Regions from separate parts of the Mus musculus genome. Here all the other regions are linked to region 3. Evidence: chromatin contacts called from public Hi-C and HiChIP or PLAC-seq data. All regions are on one chromosome and are shown on one strand. The core of a region is the stretch at or near the end of the contact, and the rest is flanking DNA. Distances in the headings are between cores, read along the strand shown. Region 1 has its middle 9.2 kb from the start of Mir7688. Region 2 overlaps Elk3 (ELK3, member of ETS oncogene family). Region 3 has its middle 6.1 kb from the start of n-TDgtc16. Region 4 holds the start of Washc3 (WASH complex subunit 3).

What was found. A called contact is a pair of places that touch in the nucleus more often than the background predicts. HiChIP or PLAC-seq counts read pairs in DNA pulled down with a chosen protein or histone mark.
Region 1: an H3K4me3 HiChIP or PLAC-seq map of forebrain shows a contact between it and region 3, with 8 times the contacts expected there. The contact joins two enhancer-like sites. A contact is called at or near these places in 3 of 39 promoter capture datasets (hippocampal neurons, liver and pre-B cells), 8 of 484 Hi-C or Micro-C datasets (B cells, CD4 T cells, the G1E-ER4 cell line and 4 more) and 12 of 115 datasets of contacts at active chromatin or transcription factors (the NIH/3T3 cell line, acute myeloid leukemia, craniofacial prominence and 9 more).
Region 2: an H3K27ac HiChIP or PLAC-seq map of embryonic stem cells shows a contact between it and region 3, with 11 times the contacts expected there. The contact joins two enhancer-like sites. A contact is called at or near these places in 5 of 39 promoter capture datasets (the 3T3-L1 cell line, the C10 cell line, hippocampal neurons and 2 more), 1 of 15 datasets of contacts at CTCF or cohesin (large pre-B cells) and 14 of 115 datasets of contacts at active chromatin or transcription factors (the NIH/3T3 cell line, T-cell acute lymphoblastic leukemia, cardiomyocytes and 8 more).
Region 4: a contact with region 3 is called in a Hi-C map of CD4 T cells, with 3 times the contacts expected there. The contact joins the promoter of Washc3 here to the enhancer-like site in region 3. A contact is called at or near these places in 1 of 39 promoter capture datasets (pre-B cells) and 1 of 484 Hi-C or Micro-C datasets (CD4 T cells).

What each region holds. Positions count from the first base shown.
Region 1 is chr10:93,440,655-93,444,032 of GRCm38.p6, reverse strand. No RefSeq gene overlaps it. Among named protein-coding and RNA genes, the nearest start is that of Mir7688, 9.2 kb to the right of the region's middle. Within about 2 kb of position 1,657, at least 43 of the 459 cell types and tissues checked have an H3K27ac peak or open chromatin away from gene starts, as enhancers often do.
Region 2 is chr10:93,296,578-93,300,214 of GRCm38.p6, reverse strand. All of the region lies in intron 1 of Elk3 (ELK3, member of ETS oncogene family), which reads left to right. Among named protein-coding and RNA genes, the nearest start is that of Elk3, 13 kb to the left of the region's middle. Within about 2 kb of position 2,029, at least 36 of the 459 cell types and tissues checked have an H3K27ac peak or open chromatin away from gene starts, as enhancers often do. A contact at or near this core is called in embryonic stem cells and pre-B cells, where this site is marked.
Region 3 is chr10:91,186,712-91,189,909 of GRCm38.p6, reverse strand. No RefSeq gene overlaps it. Among named protein-coding and RNA genes, the nearest start is that of n-TDgtc16, 6.1 kb to the right of the region's middle. Within about 2 kb of position 1,814, at least 212 of the 459 cell types and tissues checked have an H3K27ac peak or open chromatin away from gene starts, as enhancers often do. A contact at or near this core is called in embryonic stem cells and pre-B cells, where this site is marked.
Region 4 is chr10:88,199,670-88,203,066 of GRCm38.p6, reverse strand. Washc3 (WASH complex subunit 3) reads right to left here and starts at 1,970. Exons shown (of 7, transcript NM_026070.3): 1 at 1,775-1,970; 2 at 1,157-1,255. The coding sequence starts at 1,825.

The DNA.
Region 1 (3,378 bases), core at 408-2,907, 2.3 Mb before region 3:
AGAGGCTCGAAGGTCACCTTTGGAACTGAAGAAAGTTTAGTTCAGGAGTTCACCAACTACATCAGGACCCACTCTTTGGAGATCCACTGAGCTGGCTACTTCAGTATTCCCTTGTTGCACTAAAGCGCACTCTACAACCAAACAGTAGAGACCCAAATCACCCATTTTCCTTCTCTGAGCCTGGTTGTTCAATGATTGAATAAGTTGGTAAATAGATGGATGAATGGGATTTCATGTGAGGGTCTAGTCATTCTTTATTTTTATCTCTCTATCTAATATCTATTTTTATGTACATTGGTGTTTTGCTTGCTTGTATATCTGTGTAAGGGTGTCAAGTCCCTTGGAATTGGGGTTTTAGACAGCTGTGAACTGCCATGTGGGTGCTGAGAATTGAGCCCAGGTTCTCTGGAAGAGCAACCCCACCCCCATCTCTCCAGCCCCAAGGATCTAACCATTCTTTTATTTGATGCTTTACTCAGTGTTGCTCCCTGAATTTAAAGTTAGAAATAATCGTGTTGTTAGTATTCAGTTAAAAAACAAAGAGCCCCACCATCTAATAAAGCCCCCTTCCTTAAATTCCTTTCAGGATGTTTTCAATCTCGCTCCCTGAGGCTAACTACTTACCACCTGTGATTTGCATATCACTTTGACCTATTTTGCTGTTGATATGTTGCTATTTCTCTTATTTATGAGCAGAAGTGTACACCTCTCCTTTCCATACTTAGCTCCTTGGGCTGTCCGTGATGTGTGTGAGATTCTTCCATATTGCTGTCTACACTTCTAGATTGTGTATTCTCACTGCTGTGAGGCATTGTTCCCTGTGTGGACACACAGCATTCCAGACCCTGGGTTATTACGACTGATGGTCCCACCGGCATCCTACTGTATGCCTGGTGGCAAACAGACTGTGTAGCCAGATGTTAACGGGGTGTTTTGGAGTCTGGAAGGGCTAGCTGAACCTGAAGGGATTCTAACCAGCCCGGACCTGCTGAACATGGCTCTAGCAGGCCTTGCCCTTCCCCCTCCCACTATTGCCTCTACCTTGCTAAACTGTTAGATTACATTCCTAGAGCTACCCACTATGGCCTAGCCCATTATTTGGCTACTCCCTCCTCCTGAGGCTAACTACCAAGGTCCAGCTATCAAAGCACTGAAGTCCAGTGACCAAAAGCTCCTTTTGGCTCATTAAGTAACATTGAACACCTCATCCAAACATGGGTTTCCCCTTTTCCCTTCATAAACCGCCATTTTCCTATGTATGGGCTATGTCTATCTCCTCTCTATCCAGAGGCTGTCCTTTGTCCCATTCTAGGACAAATATCCCTTCCCCTTCTCCCTTGTTCTCTTCCTCTTCTCCCTCATCCTCTAGCTCCTGTCTTTGTTTCTTATTCCAGGCTCCTTGTCCCTCTGGGTCAGATTAATCTCCTTTGTGCTGAGAACTTGGTCTTGAGGCTCCTGAGCCAATACCAAACCTTACACAACCCGTGTCTGGGAATTTTCTTGTGGGTTTCTTGGCCAAATAAGAGCACTCACTGCAGCAAGGAGTCTCTGACTTTTGGAGTTTTTCTACAGAGGCAGCAGCTGCCTGGCTCAGGTAGAGGTGACCATAACGGAAGCAGCTGTGGTCAGGTCATGGGGACAAGGTGGTTGCAGCTGTAGGTTTACAGTCTTCCTTGTTGCTTCTGTTTCTTATGGAGATGCGCCTGCCTGCCAGCCCAGCTAGACCAGTACTGATCTGACTCAGGGATTTCAGCTCTGTTTATGTCTCCCCCCCAGCTATCCAGGGCTACCTCATGACAGCAGGAATTCACACTTTTGTCCCAAGCACCCAAAGCATGAAGAGGGTTTGACAAGCAACTGTAGGATTTCTGTGGGGTGTTGGCTGGCTTTGAGCCCAGTGTCTCTTGCCCACAGGGTGGTTTCTTCCTACTGGCACATGACATGTTTGTATGGGTGAGGGCCCTCCATGAAAGCTTCCCTCCTATGCCTTCTCATCTACAAGACCTCATTTGAGAAAGTATGGTTTTGTCATCTCTCACTAATGGCCTGTCTACTGATTCAGAGTTGAACAAACCCATATATGGAACCCATGAGTGTGTGTGTGTGTGTGTGTGTGTGTGTGTATGTGTGTGTGTGCGCATGCAGGCATGATGCATGTGCATGCAATATGAAGGTCAGGGGTCAACCTCTGGTGTCATTTCTCCAGCACCATCCTTTTGCTTATGAGCTTGGAGTTGGCTAGATAAGCAAGGCCATCTGGCCAGTGAATCCCAGGGATTTGCTTATCTGTCTGTGCCTGACTGATGCTGGAATGACAAGTATGTGTCACAGAGCCTTGCCTTCTGATGTGAATTCTGGGACTGAGTTCTGGTGTCCTCATGCATGCGCTTTGACAAGCACGTAACTGACTGAACACTGCTTCCCCGGCCCTCGGTTGTCTGGCCTTTCTCTTTCTCACACAGATGTGTCACCATCTCTCTTTGACATATTGACAAAATACAGTTGCACACGGTTATAGGGTACAAATGGAGGATCTGAGTTCTTTTAATATAACTTGGGATGACCAAACAGAGAGAAGCAACCTATCTAGCCCTTTACCTCAGACACGTGACGTCTTCTGGGATGAGAAGATTCTAGGTCTACCCTTCCAGGGACATTCCAGTGCACCACATTTAGCTCCGAGCTCTAATCTCTGTATTGTGCAAGAATCTTCAAAAAGAGAGAAAAAAAGCTTACTTCCCGAGTCTGGAGCTTTGGACTCTGTAGATGGAACCACAGACTTCCAAGGACACCATACCTTACTCCACAGCCCCACGAGGGCCGTTGTCAGAGAAGGCTCCCAGCAGCCTCACCTCTGTCCCCAATCTTTTTTCTCCACAATCCTTTTCCCTGGGTTCGTTCCTAATATCCAGATCGTGACCTTTATGGACACCTTTGTGTGCAAATCCTTAGTCACCAACGTTCATCAATTCAGCTTTTTCAGATCCACCTACAGTTAGAACTTGCTCCCCTAAACCACCACTCACAGAGCTTTACAGCCTGGCACTCCAGACTGACAACTGAAAAAGATGAACCACAGAGGTATAGTTGCAACCATGGTGATTCAGGTATACTTGGCTTTTTTTTTTTTAATTTATTTTTTTTTTACTCTGTTCTCATACTTTCTGGGAGCAAGCGTTGCTTTACAGTTCAGCATTTTGTCTCCCCTGACCCCAATTTTATGTCATCCCCTCTTATGCTTTTGTTTAAAATATCTCACAATAGCATGGCATGGTGGCATATGCCTTTAATTCCAGTACTTGGGAGACTGAGGCAGGTGGATTTCTGTAAATTCAAGACCATCCTGATCTACAAATGGACTACAAATGGAATGCATGG
Region 2 (3,637 bases), core at 780-3,279, 2.1 Mb before region 3:
CCAGTGTCTATCTGCCAGGCAGTGGTGGGCGCACGCCTTTGATCCCAGCACTCAGGAGGCAGAGGCAGGTGGATCTCTGAGTTAGAGGCTAACCTGGTCTATAGGACAAGTGCCAGGGCAGCCAGGGTTACACAGAGAAGCCCTGTCTTGAAAGAAAACAAAAAGCCAACCAAACAAAACAGCATCTTCCAAGAATACCAAGTTATTTTAAACCTGTCCCACTAACTGTACTAAGTCACTTACTGTTGCTTCTTCATGTGTGGTTTTAGATAAAAGGTCATGAAGAATTGAGTGGCCTCTGGCTTACTTTTACCTCAGTGCCACTGGGTTTTTACTGCTGGAAGAAATTCTCTGCATGAGAAACGATTGCTGGGTCACATCTGGCGAGACGTGATGTCCATGCCAGAACGTGCAAGAGGAACTCGTGCATGTGGGTCAGGGAAGCGGATGGGGCCGGTTGCCACCTTCCCGACTTCAGATGCAACCAACCCTCCACACATGTCCACCACATGAGCAGGCATTGACACACTGAAGACTCTAGCTGCACTGCCAAAGAGCATCCGCAGAACAGACTGAGGTACGAGCATCCGTACCTGGAATGTGCACTTCCTAAACTCTGAGAGAGCTTTGCTTTGAGCATGGTACTAGAGCTGAATGATCAGTGCGCCTCAGAGTGCGCAGGCACCTCAGAGTGCGCAGGCACCTCAGAGTGCGCAGGCACCTCAGAGTGCGCAGGCACCCAGCTCCTGGTACAGATAACCACTCTGTGAGGGGCTCTCTGTGCTTCTCAAAAATCCAAACACAATGTCTCCAGCCACCTCCTGTTCACAAACACCAGTAGCATGTAACTATGTTATATGAGAGAACTGTCTTAAGCCACAGCAGAGACTAGCTAATGTCAGCTCTACCTGCCTTCAGTCTAGACACTGGTGAGTGTTTTACTTTAGCAAAAGCAAAAGAATAATAATACTGCAAGCCCCCTGGAGCTACTGGAAAATATCGGCAGTTCTGAGGTGCTATTTAAAACCATTTTCATCTTATTCATATACTTGTAGACAGAGACAAGAATTGCCAGCTGATTTCTTTTTCTGTACCTCTTTACCTAGGTACCATTAAGAACCAAGAGCTTTAAAATAGTTGCAGTGGAGTTAGTCCCAGGAGGAAGGTTGCTATTCTAGGAGAGCTGTGTTTGTCTGAGATGGACTTCTGGTTATTCTATGATGGTGGTGGTGGTGATGGTGATGGTTGTGGTATGGTGTGTGTGTGCCTGTGTGCCTGTGTATATGCATGAGAGGGGGTGATGGGTAGAGAGACACCTGACCATTGAGAAATTGCCTTGACTTCTATGGAGTAGACAAGAAAGTTCTAAGCTTCCCTGGTAGACATGGCCTTTCCCCTTTGCCAGGGCTTCTGTGGAGGGATCTGGAAGGATGTGGTCAAGGATTCTGGCCTATTCCATTCCCTAGGAAACTGTAGACTAATGCATCACCAGCTTGAGAGGCAGATCCCCGTGAAAAGCCGTACTTTGGTGACGATAGTTAACAACATGGAGATGTTCATATGGAGACTGGTTCCAGGAGCAAGGAGAGGGCATATAACTGTCTCCGGGAATCTCTAACTGTACGTGTTAGAGGTGGCCAGACCGGGTGCATCTTGCCAGGAGAAGAGGAAGGCACTCAGATGGTTGGGTACCTACCCCTCTCTCTCTGTCTCTCAGGAAATGCCTGACGGTCTCTGCATCAGAGCTAGGACACTCAGCACAGCTGTGCAGACTTCCCATGCCCAGAATCTCCCGAGGTCCTTTAAAAAGGAAGGGCTGGTGCAGAGGCGACTCATACCCAACCACACCTGGGACCCCTTCCTTCCTAGGCTTGCACCGTGTTTCCTGACCCTGCTCAGCCTGTGTCAGGAAAAAGGAGAAAGAGGGGGCAGATGAACAGGGAGAGATCACTTGTAAGCAGGGTGCCATCCGTGGAAAGGAACAGCAGTGGGACTGAGTGACTGGACTTTTAGCTGGAGTAGCTGACGTGACCAGTTTTTCTAAGTGTTTCAGTTTGCACACACACCCCTGCCCCCCCCCACCTCCCCCCACTCCTCCCCTCCTCCACACCCCATGTTTCCACTGGGTGGTGCTGTAAGAATTCCTACCTTTTTGCCTCAGGAGTTTCCCCTTCCCAGAAAGTCGCCTCTGCAACATAATAGAAGGAAGTCCTGATTTAGAAAGGTTTCACAGTTTCATCGACACAATGAGAGAGCTGGAGGATGCTCTGGCAGGAAGCGCCCCAGTTGCTGGATGTGGAAAAACCACCATCATTGTGTGTCCTGCAGAAGTGTTCTCAGCGTGCTCGGGGCTTGTGGGTTTTTTTTTTTTTTTTTACTTCTACCAGTTGCCTCTTTAGCACAAAGAGTGTTCAAGTTTATCTGAAAGATTCCAGTTTTCTGTCTCTTAGAAGGAAGATTGCTTTGATTTTTTTTTCTTCTCGTAAAACCATCTTCAAGTATCAAAGTGAATAAACCATTCCTAATCTTAAATCAAGCATAGATGTTCCAGTGTTTCTCCCCGAATTCACAAGATTGAATTTACTAACATTATAAGCTAGAACATTTGGGGGAAAGGTCTGCCAATCCAGCCAAGGTCTCTGAAATACACGGATAGAATGCTGTGGGAAGGAGTGCTCACTGCTCTCTACGGAAGCTCAGCTCAAAGACCGCTGGCAAGATTTGAGTAAGATAAATTGTCTGTGTCTGTGTGATGGAAAGTCACCAAGGATGCTCTGGGTGCCAGGTCCCTTCCAGGGGCTGCCACACACAGGTCAGAAACTCCCAGGCTGCTGCTCTCCCCAGAAGGAACAATTCTCAGGAATCATTTCTGAGTACTATGCAAACGTCCATGGGGGGTCCGGTGGGGGATAGGTTTCCACTTCCGTCTTCAGGTTCCATAATCCTTGCGTCCACACGTCAAATAAAAGGACCAGTCCCTCCATGTCTGAGTTCTGGAATTCACAGAGGCTTATGTGCTGAGTTTTCCATTAAGAGCCAACCTCAAGCTAGGCCTGGTGACACAGGCCTGAAATCCCAGCTACTCAGAAGGCTGTGACAGGTACAAACTTGAACCTTGCAAGTTCAAGGTCAACTCAGAGTCTGTAGAGAATTCAGGATCAGCCTGCACCTTACTCAGATTTTGACTCAAAAATTTAAAAAGTGAACAGAGCTATCAACAGTTGTTGGTCCAGTGCGACTCCTAGATTCAATACCCCATTAAACAACAACAACAACAAAAATCCTCTTGGGTGAAACTGGCATGTCTGTCTTTCTCTCTGTCTCTCTATCCCTCGCCATCAATAATCAATCTGTCTGTCTGTCTATTTCTACCTCTGTTCACTGAGGGAACTGGCCAAAAGAAATGTGGCAAAATGTCTTGTACTAATTTAATTTAATTTTAGTTTTTGAGATAGGATCTCTGTGTAGCATAGGCTGTCCCAGAACTCACTCTGTAGACCAGGCTGGAACTCACTGAGATCTGCCTGCCTCTACTTCCATGTGCCAGTAGGCCCAGCTCAGATTGAGCAAACAGAACCCAGTCCAAGTGCCTGGAGTCACAGAGTGGTAAGGTCAGAAATCAAGGACACTTCCTGAC
Region 3 (3,198 bases), core at 565-3,064:
GAAAGCAAGCTGAGCAAGCCAGTAAGCAGAACCCCTCCATGGCCCCTGCATCAGCTCCTTCCTTCCGATTCCTGCCATGAACAGACCATAATTTCTAAGCCAAATAAACTCTTAACTTCCCAAGTTGCTTTTGGTCAAGGCGTTTTATCACAGCCACAAAGAAGCAAACTAAGACAAACTATAATCTTCTGAAGACCTTGGTGAACTGCCAAGCCAACCCTGACGTCAGCCGAGAGAGAACCGCAGAGAAAAGTTTTATCTATGTACCTTTTGGGTACTTTTTTAGTTTCATTATGTCTGTGTTGTGTTGCTTATCCAAAGACAACTACGGTGCCACTTAATTACTATAGTCTTACCTACCAAACATTTAAAGCAAAACCTTACCAGCCAGGAGTGATCCCAGCACTCAGTACTCTTTGATCCCAGCACTCAGGAGGCAGATGCAGGCAGATCTCTGTGAATTCGACACTGGCCCGGTCTAGAGAGCAAGTTTCAGGACAGCCAAACTTTAAAAAGCTTTTTAGATGTATTTACTTTTATCTGATAATGTAAGACTCTGGGGAAACTTAGCTTACCCGGCACCCCTCAGTGAACCATGTGGAGCCAGGATCGATTCAAAAAGCAAGAGGAATTTATTGTTCCAGTGCACTGGGGTCATCCCAGACCGGAAGGAGAGGTGCCCCAGCAACAGGTGAGGTTTTCTATGATTTCCAAGGGTAGAATAGAGCATCAGCAACTAGGCACAATATGATTGGTGGGACAGTGCACCCTTTAAACTGATTGGTCTTTAGAGAATGAGGTGAAAAGGACTTCCCTAGTCTGAAAGTGGGCAACAGTCAGTCCTGCCGAATGTGTCCTCACCCGAAGTTCAGTTCCCACCCTGTGGTCTGAGGAATGTTAATTAGCCTCTCGGTTCCAGGGGGGCAAGTGTTTCATGACCTTCCCAAAGTTCCTAAGCTGACCTTTTCAATATGTTGCCTGGTTTGGGCCAGTGTGTATGTCTGTTAGAACTGGAGTACAGACAGTTGTCTGCCACCACGTGGACACAGGGATTGAACCTGGACCTTCTAGAAGAGTAGTCAGTGCTCTTAACCACTAAGCTCTCTATATATATACTCTACCCCTACCCCTACCCTCACCCTCAAGGAAAATTTAAACAAACAAAAGTCAAGAGAAAAAAAAAATCCTGCTTCTATTCCTACTCCAAATGCACAGCTCAGAAATGTTGCTGGCTTTTAAAAACAGGTTGCAGTGAGGATAGTGGTTCGCGACTCTAATCTTTACACTCGGGAGGCACAGGCAGGAGGATCTTGCTAACCTGGTCTACAGAGAGAGTTCTGGGACAGCCAGGGCTACAAGAGAACCAGGTTACACAGAGAAACCCTGTCTGGGAAAAACAAAAAAGCAAATAAATAGAGAAAAAAGAATTGGTAAAAGAGTGATTTACGTTGGATTTTCTAGACTTTCTTGGTTCTAGTACCCATAATCCTTTGCCAAATGCTTTGAGAACTGTGCTGTTTACTGGTAGGTTTTGTTTTGTGTTTAACATTAGTGGAAATCAAACCCAGAGCTGCTTGGCACATCCCAGCTTCTACAGTTCTCCTAAATATCTGCATCACAGGCACTGTTGTTTTTGTTGTTACTGTTGTTGTTGTTGCTGCTGCTGCTGTTCATTTTAATCCGTATCCACACTTCTAAATTCTGTTGGTATGTGATTCATCCAAGATTCCTGACGTTCTCCTCTCCTTGGGCATCTCGGTTGTGTGAAATGGCCGCGATATTTGTGGATTTTATCTGGTTATACTTCGTTGGGACACCAGAGGGCGCAAGGAGACTCGGCTCTTGTTTTTCTTTAAATCTCAAATCCTGCTGGCTGCGGAGAACAAAAGACCGGGAACACTCGGCTTTGAGACAAAGGGACACCGGGAAAAGCCACCCGCCCAGGGTTGGATTCAATTCCTCACTCGCCTTTGCCCCTTCTTTGCCAGGCTGGGGGCTAGAAAAACAGCTTAAGCTGCGCAATAATGAGGAAACAAGAATCAAAGAATCACAGTAGGAAAAAAACAAAACAAAACCAGAGAGCTAAGGAAGGACACCTGAGCTGTTTGTTTTGCCTCATATTAGTAACCTTAAACTCTTCAGCTCAGGATAATAACAGGTATCTAGTAGAAAATTCGGAAATACAGATCGCACTTTTTTTTTTAAATAAGATCTCAAAGAAACCCTGGACAAACGGCTGAGGTGCCTATTAACATATCAAAGCGGATGCTGGCCGCCTGGTTCTTCCCAGTATCTCTCAGCATCTTTGCTACCTGTTGCAGAGGCCTGGCCTTGCTCTTCTCAGCATTTCTCACCCCTATCCCGGACCCTAAAACCCCTCCAGCACCTGAGCTTCGCTTGCTTCCCTTCTGCTAGCTCCTCTTCCCTATATAACTCAAGACATTTTCGTGCCCTCTTGGTATACTTGGCTCTCTTGGCTCCTGGTACTCTCTCCTGCTCTGTCTCTCTCCTCTCTTTCACTCCCTCTCTCGTTCTTCTCCCTTCTCATGCGTCTCATAATGCGGTCCACTCTGCTGACCCAATTCAGTCCAGACACTTTCAGATACCTCCGGCAGTGCTCTCTCTCCTACCTACAATAAACCTACCTCCACAGCCATACTTGGAAGTAGTCATGTCTTCCCCGCCCCCTCCCCCTTCTTTTTTTCTTTTTTTAATTCAACATTATTCGTCTTTTTCTTTTCTTTCCCGCCCCTTCACCCGCTTTGAGACAGCGTTTCTCTGTGTAGCCCTGTCTGACCTAGAATTTTCAATGTACAAGCAGCTAAAGGTGCGCACCACCACCCGCCTTCCAGATCCGCACATTCTAACAGATTACTTTCTTCCCTTTCAACTTCTCTCGGTATTTATAAATGCATAAAGAGTAAAGCTGCGTGGTATTTTCTGACTACTTTATGGGATTTTGCTTGGTTGTTTATCTTTGTCTGATGGACTCTCCTTTTGTAGCCAAGGCGTCCTGAAAACTCAGACGAGTCTCCTGCCTCAGCCTCTGAGATGCTGGGATTAAAGATGTGAGCCACCACACCAGGCTGATCATGGGTAAACTCTTCTGACAACACTTTGCTGATAAAAGAGAACAAAATCTCAAAAATGCTACAGACAGCTTTTTTTTTTTTCCTTAGACCCTTTTGTTATTGCTTG
Region 4 (3,397 bases), core at 721-3,220, 3.0 Mb after region 3:
CACCCACAGCGAGGCTCATAAGTGTCCATAAGTACAGTTCTAGGTAGCCTTCAGCATTCTTCCGACCTCCATAGGCATCAGACATACATGCAATCAAAACACTCACACACATATCATAAAATAAGTACATCTTAAATGTTCTCATAAACCAAAAAGAGAAGAGAAGAAGTGAGGCCTAGGAGCAAGCACCAGTCTTGGGGCTGTTCAAACACAAGGCACGCAGAACTGGGCTCCTTACTGCATCAGCACATGTTTTACTTTCATTTGTCTCAGTGGAAAAGCTGAAGGAAATCTGATAAAGAAAGAAAGACCACGGCCGGGCTGGGGGTGTCGGGGCAGAGTGCATGTGCGGAGCATGTTCAAGGCCTTAATCACAACCCATCATAAACAGATCAAACTGTACTCAAACCAGAAGCTTCCTGTCTCTGGGCAATTCCGATGAACAGCCACACATTCAGCAATCACCGTTTTCTCAACGATAAGCCTCACATATGACAATATAAGAAAACAGGATATTAAATCGATCCGGCTGTGACTTGTCTATAGGTTTCTAATTTGTTATTTCCTTTCTTAAATTCAGTTTCAATATATATTCCCCATTTTCCTCTAAAATAAACAAAAAACAAAACTTTTTGCAAGCTCAGGAGAGGTTCCTGGACCTGGCACCTAATTCTTATCTATGTACTTAATTATCACTTCATGATGTATCCAGTTATTTGCAGAAAAGTATTTTTTGAAACATGTATCTCTAGGCTGCCTCCATGAATCCTTTTTGGCACAAAGGATGGAAAGCAATTCGATATAAACTCGAACATACATTTAAAATGTAATCTCTAGAATAGGAAGATGAAACAAAACCTTTCAAATAAAAAAAAAATTCCACTGTGAAATTCTGGAATTCCCTTTGTTATAATTACAACAAACTTGGCTGAGCTATCTCATGGAAGCTTCTAGAATACTAATTCAGTTGAGACAGCGCACAGGACTTATGGGGACAGAATCAGAGATGCTAAGGCCTTAAGACATTTGAATTTCATGGCAAAGTGAACACACGAAGGCTGTAATTCTTGTTTGACTTCATTTGACTACATTTGTCACCACGAAAGACGGAAGGCGACTTCTCGGCCGCTCCATGAAGTAGTAGCCCGGGACCTACCTCCTCACAAACTGCGGAAAACCGGTTGAGAAACTGCACAGTGTGCACCACAAACTGGTTTAGAAAGGCCACGGTTCTTTTCTGTTGAATAGCTGGCACCTGTGTCATGTAAAAAAGCAAACACGATTCTTACAGGAGAAACACACTCTCTGCAATCCTTTGGATATCTGGATTTCATAGAGGGGGATGGATGGTCTTTGCCCTGGGACATGTGGTTCACGAAGGGCTAAGAAGAGTCGCTGATTTGTTTTTCTGAATCTTGTGTGAGTCAAACACACACACACACACACACACACACACACACACACACACACACACACGAGCAGCTAGAGAGTCGAATAAGAGGTGAAGTGTCAGAGGTGGTACTATCTCCAGACTGTCAACCTCGGGCGTAGAGACACGTGATGTGGGGAGCAAAGGCTGCGTGGCACACCAATTCTTTTCTTAGCCCAGGAGGGACCCCTTTCAAAGTGGACTGCAGGGCTCCCCCCATTGCCCAGAGTAGGAAAACAGGGGCCCGGATTGGGCCTGGAGAGGTGGCGTCTCCCTGGGAACCAGGGCCCCTTGGCCAAGCCTCCTTCCCTGTTTGTCGGACGCTCAAGTCGGTCTTTTACAAACCTTGGTCAGGTCTATGCCTGACCCCATGAGAGGAAGCCCATCCTCATCCATCTCCTCAGCGGATGGGGACCCCGGGGCTCAGGCACAAGCTCCTCCCAGCCCAGTAGAGAGCCCAGACTCCTTTCCCAAGTTCCTGCCTTCGGGGCCTTTCCGGAAGAAAGCGCGAGTGTTCACCATTCAATGGGTGGCTTCAGAGAGGCCGCCCCGCCCCCTCGCTCTCGCTCAGCATTCTGGGATTGGTAGTTCATGATTCCGATTGTAAAATTGGGCCGGGGAAAAGCTGCTGATGAGCAGGTTTCACAGTTGCTGTTTTAGCTGTAAAATCTGAAAAAATCTGAAAAAGAAAAGGGGGTGGGTGGGTGGGAGTGGTGGAGTGAGGGAAAGAGACGGAGAGAGAAATAGAGAAAGAGAAACAGAAAGAGACAGATTCAGACAGACAGAAACAGGGAGACAGACGCAGGGTTGGGATGAGGTCAGACTGGGAAAGTTAGAAGCTGAGCTGTATCCGTTTTGAGATTTTAATTGCTTAGTCCTGTTACAAAACAAACAAACAAAAAAAAGATCCATAATTCACTGAAGAGCACTTCTCTTTTTGTGTAATCCTACTAAGTGCCAGATACTCTGTTAGCCCTTGTGAAGTCTAGAGAAGTCTGTCAGAACTTGTCTTCAGCCCTGGCAAGCCTCATGCACTGGAGATCCGTTTCTAAGGGTGTTTGTTTGTTTGTTTTGACATAACATAATTTCAAGCAACAACTGAGACACACAGCTGTGAAAGTGACTGCACTTACGTCATGTAAACGATCTTACACCTACAGTATGAAGATTTTGGTTCAGAGTTTGGCTGCACATTTTACCAGCGATGTGAGTTAGGGCAGGTCACCTAAGCAAAAGTAAACCTTTTTATTGTACCAAAACAAGTACTGAAGAAGTGACAGGATCTCCTCTGCTACACTAGTCAAAGGGAGGACATGCAGAATTTTGATGTGCAAAAGTTAGATGGACGTGCAAACAAACTCCTGTGAAAGTTGTGGCATTGCAAATTAGCATGTACAAACACTTGTAGATCCACGAGTACATGCACACCACATGCAAAGTGTGCGGTTCTGTGGATAATAGGAGCTTCTAAGTTGTACAAGAAGAGGAAGCCGACTTTAGTATCTACTTAACATTAAGAGCAGTTAAGATGACAATCTGGAATAAACCTTTGTCCAAACAAAGGTACAGAGACATGAGGGCATATGGCGTTTAAGGCAAAGGAAAGATTGTTTGGTGGTGTAAGTAGAAATGCCCAGAAGTGGAGAATAATGAAACAAGGCAGAAGTAGACACAAAAGCTGACGAAGGGCCTTTTATGGCAGAAGAAGAGTCATGTTTTTCTGAATGGGATTCGTGAGCTTCTGTTTGGGAGTGCTTCTTAAAACGCCCACTCCAGGGCCGGGCGTGGTGGCGCACGCCTTTAATCCCAGCACTTGGGAGGCAGAGACAGGTGGATTTCTGAGTTCGAGGCCAGGCTGGTCTACAAAGTGAATTCCAGGACAGCCAGGGCTATACAGAGAAACCCTGTCTCAAAAAACAAAAAAACAAAAAAAAAACAAAAACAAAAAAACAAACAAACAAACAAACA